2 separate regions of the Ovis aries genome follow, and region 2 is linked to region 1. Evidence: chromatin contacts called from public Hi-C data. All regions are on one chromosome and are shown on one strand. The core of a region is the stretch at or near the end of the contact, and the rest is flanking DNA. Distances in the headings are between cores, read along the strand shown. Region 1 overlaps AK2 (adenylate kinase 2). Region 2 overlaps RNF19B (ring finger protein 19B).

Region 1 (2,700 bases), core at 57-2,556:
GATGGCGACAGAGGGAAGGCTCAGTCTCTTGGTTTGAAAGTGAGTGCTTTCCTCACAGAGGAGGAAACAGAACAGGTCAGACTGTGTGAAAGTGCTTTTCCAAGTCCAATTGTATGTATGTCAGTGGCAGAACAGGCACCAAAAGCTGCTTTCTGCCTCATCGTCCACTGTGCTGATGGTTGCCAGAAAGAGAGTGGGGAACTAACCAGTTTAATACGGATCTTATCTGACACGACAAGATTGAATTGGCTCAGGCCTCACTTCTAATAATTTTATGGGTGATTATTTTATTCCTTGCCATAAGTGTGGCTGGTAGGTTTTGTTTTAACCTGTTCAGTGTTGGCTCTCTGGTTTCGTTGGTTTCTTACGTCTTGTGCCATTGCCATTCTGTGGATGAGAACACAGGTGTCTGAAGTATCACAGCCAAGGCAGCAGTGACTCTAGCATCCCAGCCTGGTCCCCCCACATCTTCACCTCCAGGCCAGGCTCCGTGGCTCTAAGAGCTGTTTTGGTACTTTGGTCCTTGAGACCAGTCCCATTTTAAGAACTTGGAGATTGGTTTCTTTTCCCTTCTAGGAAATGAGTCTTGCATTCTTCTTAAAATGATATTTGGGGGTGGAGAAGGAGCAGTGTGTTTATACGTAGCTGGAGGGCTGGGGGAATCTGAGAGTGAGCGAGGGCTGATGTAGAGACGTGGAGAGGAGAGAGTTGTGTTTGTTGCAGCCTGGCTGCTGTGTGCCCTGTGCTATGCAGAAGGTGATGAAACATGGTCCAGGGACTTCCCTGGTGGTCCAGTGGTTAAGACTTCATGCTTGGGGGCATGGGTTCAGATCCTGGTTGAGGAACTAAGATCCCACATTCTGTGAGGTTCAGCCAGAAAAAAAGAAACATGGTCCCCATCTCATGCCCCAGCCCTTCCCAAAGAGAAAGCTGTAGTTGAGCCCCAGCTCCTGCTCTTCTCTCTGGGTCTTCCAGTGGGCATCATTTCCAGTGAATGCACCAGAGGAACCCCTCCAGCAACTCAAAGAAAGGCTCAACCTTGGGCTGTGTGATTGCAGTCGCTTGTCGCCCGACCACCTTATTCTATAAATGGACCCCTTGGCCCTCCAAAAGTATGCTGTCATGAAAACACAGTGCCGCATTTTGTGTGTAAATGTGTGTAGCTTCAGAAGTCTGACTCAGACTTTCCCAACTGATGTGCTGAAATACTGACCCCCTCTGCCACCAGAGCAAGCACGCTGAGTACTTTCTGTGCCTGCCAAGAGGTAGAAAATGTTGGGAAGCTCTGGTCTAACAGACTTCATGAGGAGAGCAGCCGTCGGTTAAATAAGCAAATCTTGGTTGGCATAGAATTGGGAGACCACAGGAACTCAAGAGGGGCCCTAGCCGCGGAGCAGCATTTGGCCTGTGTCCTTCCCTTGTTAGGTTTCGGGGCTCCTGTGATGTGGCCACTGCCAGTCAGGGGCATGGGCTTATTGCTTAAGGGGGCATGGCAGAGATGCAGCTGCCAGCTACATATCCTGTGCCAGATAAAAGCTTCTTCTTGAGCTCTTTGTTCTGTGACTTAGATGTCAGTTTTCTTGACACCTTGAGTATTGCCTTCTGATGGCTGGGCTGTCTGTGTCTCTGGTCACAGAGGTGTGCGGCATTGTGCCATAGAGGTGTGGCATCTGCGTCCATAGCACGTGTGTTTTCTTATCGCTCCTTTCTTGTTTTTTACCCAAAGTAGGTTAGAAAATAAGGGTAGTCTCTCTGTCCTCTGTCCCCCATGGCACGTTGTCCAAGTCTATGTTAAAGGATTACCACATCTACTGTAGTTACTTATTTCCGCATTTGTCTCCCTCTCTATGTTAAGCACTGTTTTTGACCAGGGATCTTGACTCACTTCTCTGTAGCCCCTGGATTCAGCTCAAGACCTGAACTGGACTAGGCAGTTAGTCAGCACTTGTTGAATGAACAGGTGAATGCATGGGTGGCTGTGTGAGACCTATGGGACACACAGCCCACAGGCTGTCATGCCAGCCGCCAGCCGGCCAGCCACTTATTTTAATGTTGGGTCAAAAGAGAAAAGATACTCTGGTCTAAGCCCAGTTATTTTCCTAAGCAAGGGATGCCTGTAACTGGTTTCTCTGCTGGATTAAAGTCGTTGCATCCAGCTTCTCTGTCTGTGCCTGTGGTCTTGGAGACCCCTGGAGTTCCAGCAGCCTGATTGATGTTCATTTGCTGTCTTGCAGACTGATTCACCCCCCGAGTGGCCGCTCCTACCACGAGGAGTTCAACCCCCCAAAGGAATCCATGAAAGATGATGTATGTAAATTCAGGGCGGGAAATGTCCTTTTCTTTCCTTCTTTCTTACTTCACATTTTCTTCTTTTTTTCTTCCTTTTGTTCTTCCCATTTTCCCTCTATTCTTACCACCATCATTAAACTATGAGAAGTCTCACTGTTACGTAAATCACATGGACTGTGGCTCATCTTTAAAGTGTCCCTCCAGGTGATTTATTGTTTGACCTTGAGGTAGCCACCAATGCCAGCTACTTGATGGTGCCCAGTTTGTACCTGTTTTGCCAGAGCAGCCCCTTCCTGGCATCATGGGAACCTCAACGGTGAACTAATCAGGAGGAGAAGGCTGCTTGGAAGCCCGAATAAAAGCCAGGGTTGGGAGGACAGGACTGAAGAGAGGTTTGTTGACCAGCCCCGC
Region 2 (2,700 bases), core at 46-2,545, 60 kb after region 1:
TATGTGTGTTCTTTCCTCTATACCATATGAACTGGTGGGGGACACCAAACAGTGTTACCCCACTGGAACCAATGCATAATGTCTTAGCTTATTTATATCTTGTCCTATTTCCTTACCCAGGTATGCAGTTATTGCTTATGGCTGTGCCAGCTGCCCAAAGCTGACCTGTGAGAGGGAAGGCTGCCAGACTGAGTTCTGTTACCACTGCAAGCAAATATGGCATCCAAATCAGACATGCGATATGGCCCGTCAGCAGAGGGCACAGACGTTGCGAGTCCGCACCAAGCACACTTCAGGTCTTAGTTATGGACAAGAATCTGGACCAGGTATAAGTTGGCGTAGTCTCATTTGTCTCTTTATTTGATATTTCATAATGTGAGCCCAAAGTTGGGAGAGATTACCTTAATGTATGACTCAAGCATTAGAAAGCAGAAACTATTTGGTAATACTCTCAATAGTATATTTAATATGTAGCTTCTCTCTCTAGCCATTTATAGGCTGTCCAACCCAGGTGAATTGGAATAAAGTAAAACTGAATTCTGTAGTTTCTACCTTCTTAGTAATATGTCTCAGATTGGAGAGCAGTTAGGTACTTTTGCTAGGGGCTTTTTCAGTCCTTTCATCGTGAGCAGAAAGACATTTAGTATTAAACCTATACTGTTTTCCTACTAGCTTTAAGTACGTCACTGTTTTTGGAAGTAGGGTACAGATTTGAGGAAAGCAAGCGATGTTGGTATGGATTAATGATTAACCTTAAAAGAAGGAATATCACACATTCAGTTTCAACCTTGACATGTCAAAGGAAACCTATTTTAAAATGTCAGTGGGCTTACTACCTTTTATAAATGTGCTTAATTTCACTGTTGTCATTTGAGAGAAGCTGGAAGGAAAGATTTACCATTCACTTTTTCCTGGCACAACCTAATCTCCTTTTTGTTTTTAATAGGTTAGTTCCTAGCTTGCTGTGAAAATTACCAGGTGTATGCTACTTAGCACACATACTTGTTTTTAGGTTTTGAATTTTAAAGTATCATGGCAAGAGGCTGTGGATTATATTAACAACAAACCGCAGTAATACTTGTTGAACCTGTGAAAGGAGTTTCCTGAACTAAGATTTTTCAAGACTTAAAGCCAAATGCAGGCTATAGACTGTTCTTCCTGTGGAACTGTGCTTTTCATTCTGCCAGCCTATTGACTGCTGAAATTCCATTTTTCTTGGAACCATCTTTCTCTCTAGGGAAGTCTCTTTGCTCAGAGTATGGCTCACGTGCTGTTGACGATGCCAGTTTGGGGGATAGGCAGCTCAATAGGAGACACGATCCGTTTTATGAAATTTCCTGAGGTCTAGACGTAGCCAGCCTTCCAGCGAAGTGGGTTGCGCAATCTGGAGTCCTCAGTCAGGAATTCTTGACTGTCTCATTTCTTATGCATACTCCTGGGAATAATAAAACCAAACTAGGTTTAAGTAAGGGTATTTTTCTACACACTCTTTCTCCCTCCCCTCAGCAGACGACATTAAGCCATGCCCACGATGCAGTGCTTACATTATCAAGATGAATGATGGAAGCTGTAATCATATGACCTGCGCGGTGTGTGGCTGTGAATTCTGTTGGCTTTGTATGAAAGAGATCTCAGACTTGCATTACCTCAGGTGAGATGAGAAAGTGTCCTTTTTTTTTTGGAGTATAATTGCTTTACAGTGTTGTATTAGTCTCTGCTGTGCAATGAAGTAAATAAGTCAGCTAAAATGTACACTTACATCCCCTCCCTCTCGAACGTCCCTTCTGCCTCCGCCATCCCAGCCCTCTAGGTGGTCATAGGGCACCAAGCTGAGCTCCCTGTGCTGTCCTGCCTCTTCTCATTAGTGTCTGTGTCACACACAGTGGTGTATATATGTCAGTCCTGCTCTCCCAGTTCATCTCACCCTTCCCTCTGACATCAGTAAGAGAACAAGACCATAAAAGCAGTAGGTCCATTGTTTTTATTTGTAGTCTTCGTCTCTTACTGACTGAGGGAAAAGGATGTCAAAGAGACATCATCTGTCCTCTCATTACAGCATAAGGAAGCTTTAAAAACTTCCTCTGAAACACCCTTCCAATCATGTTTTTCTCCAGCTCAGCAACTTCCAGTGACTGTATTCCCTTACCTTCCAGATAGAGTTCAACTTCCTTAGGGATGGCTTTTAAGGTTTTTTTTTACAGTCTGGCCCCAGTATACTTTCTACCTTTTTCCATTTTGCTTTCATAAATACTATATCCCAAATTATCTGTGTCTCTTCTGTGCTGTTAGCTCCCTGACCGTTCATGTTCTTTGCTTTGCCTGGAATGCCTTCTAATCACCTCACCTCCCAGCAACCTCATTTTATCTCAACTTGTTCAGTTCTTATCCAGTCTTCAAGAGCCACTTTAAATGCCATTCCATCTGTGATGCCTTCCCCCAGCTTTTTCTGCCTCATTCTTCTTTACTGACATTCTTTACATGTTCCTTTATAAACATTATGACTTTTACTTCGTTTACATGTCTAATTTTGTTAAGCTATATTATGAATCTTAAGGCCGATGTTAACCTTTTTACAATTCCTTGGATGTAGTAGTCATTGAAATATTGTCCTGAAGGAGGTAATATTTACAAATTTAACATTCATTGTGTGGATGAAACACTTTCATTTCCAACTTAGCAAACATTTGAGTACTTACAGTA

The links. Hi-C and Micro-C count contacts between places; a contact is called where the count stands out from the background.
Region 2: a contact with region 1 is called in a Hi-C map of tail adipose tissue, with 2.1 times the contacts expected there. The contact joins two enhancer-like sites. A contact is called at or near these places in 6 of 16 Hi-C or Micro-C datasets (blood, hypothalamus, liver and 3 more).

Annotation. Positions count from the first base shown.
Region 1 is chr2:234,649,680-234,652,379 of ARS-UI_Ramb_v3.0, forward strand. It overlaps AK2 (adenylate kinase 2), which reads left to right. Exons shown (of 6, transcript XM_012148993.4): 5 at 2,235-2,307. Among named protein-coding and RNA genes, the nearest start is that of AK2, 17 kb to the left of the region's middle. Within about 2 kb of position 1,307, at least 4 of the 54 cell types and tissues checked have an H3K27ac peak or open chromatin away from gene starts, as enhancers often do. A contact at or near this core is called in tail adipose tissue, where this site is marked.
Region 2 is chr2:234,709,781-234,712,480 of ARS-UI_Ramb_v3.0, forward strand. It overlaps RNF19B (ring finger protein 19B), which reads left to right. Exons shown (of 9, transcript XM_027965330.3): 2 at 121-326; 3 at 1,507-1,651. Among named protein-coding and RNA genes, the nearest start is that of RNF19B, 13 kb to the left of the region's middle. Within about 2 kb of position 1,296, at least 4 of the 54 cell types and tissues checked have an H3K27ac peak or open chromatin away from gene starts, as enhancers often do. A contact at or near this core is called in tail adipose tissue, where this site is marked.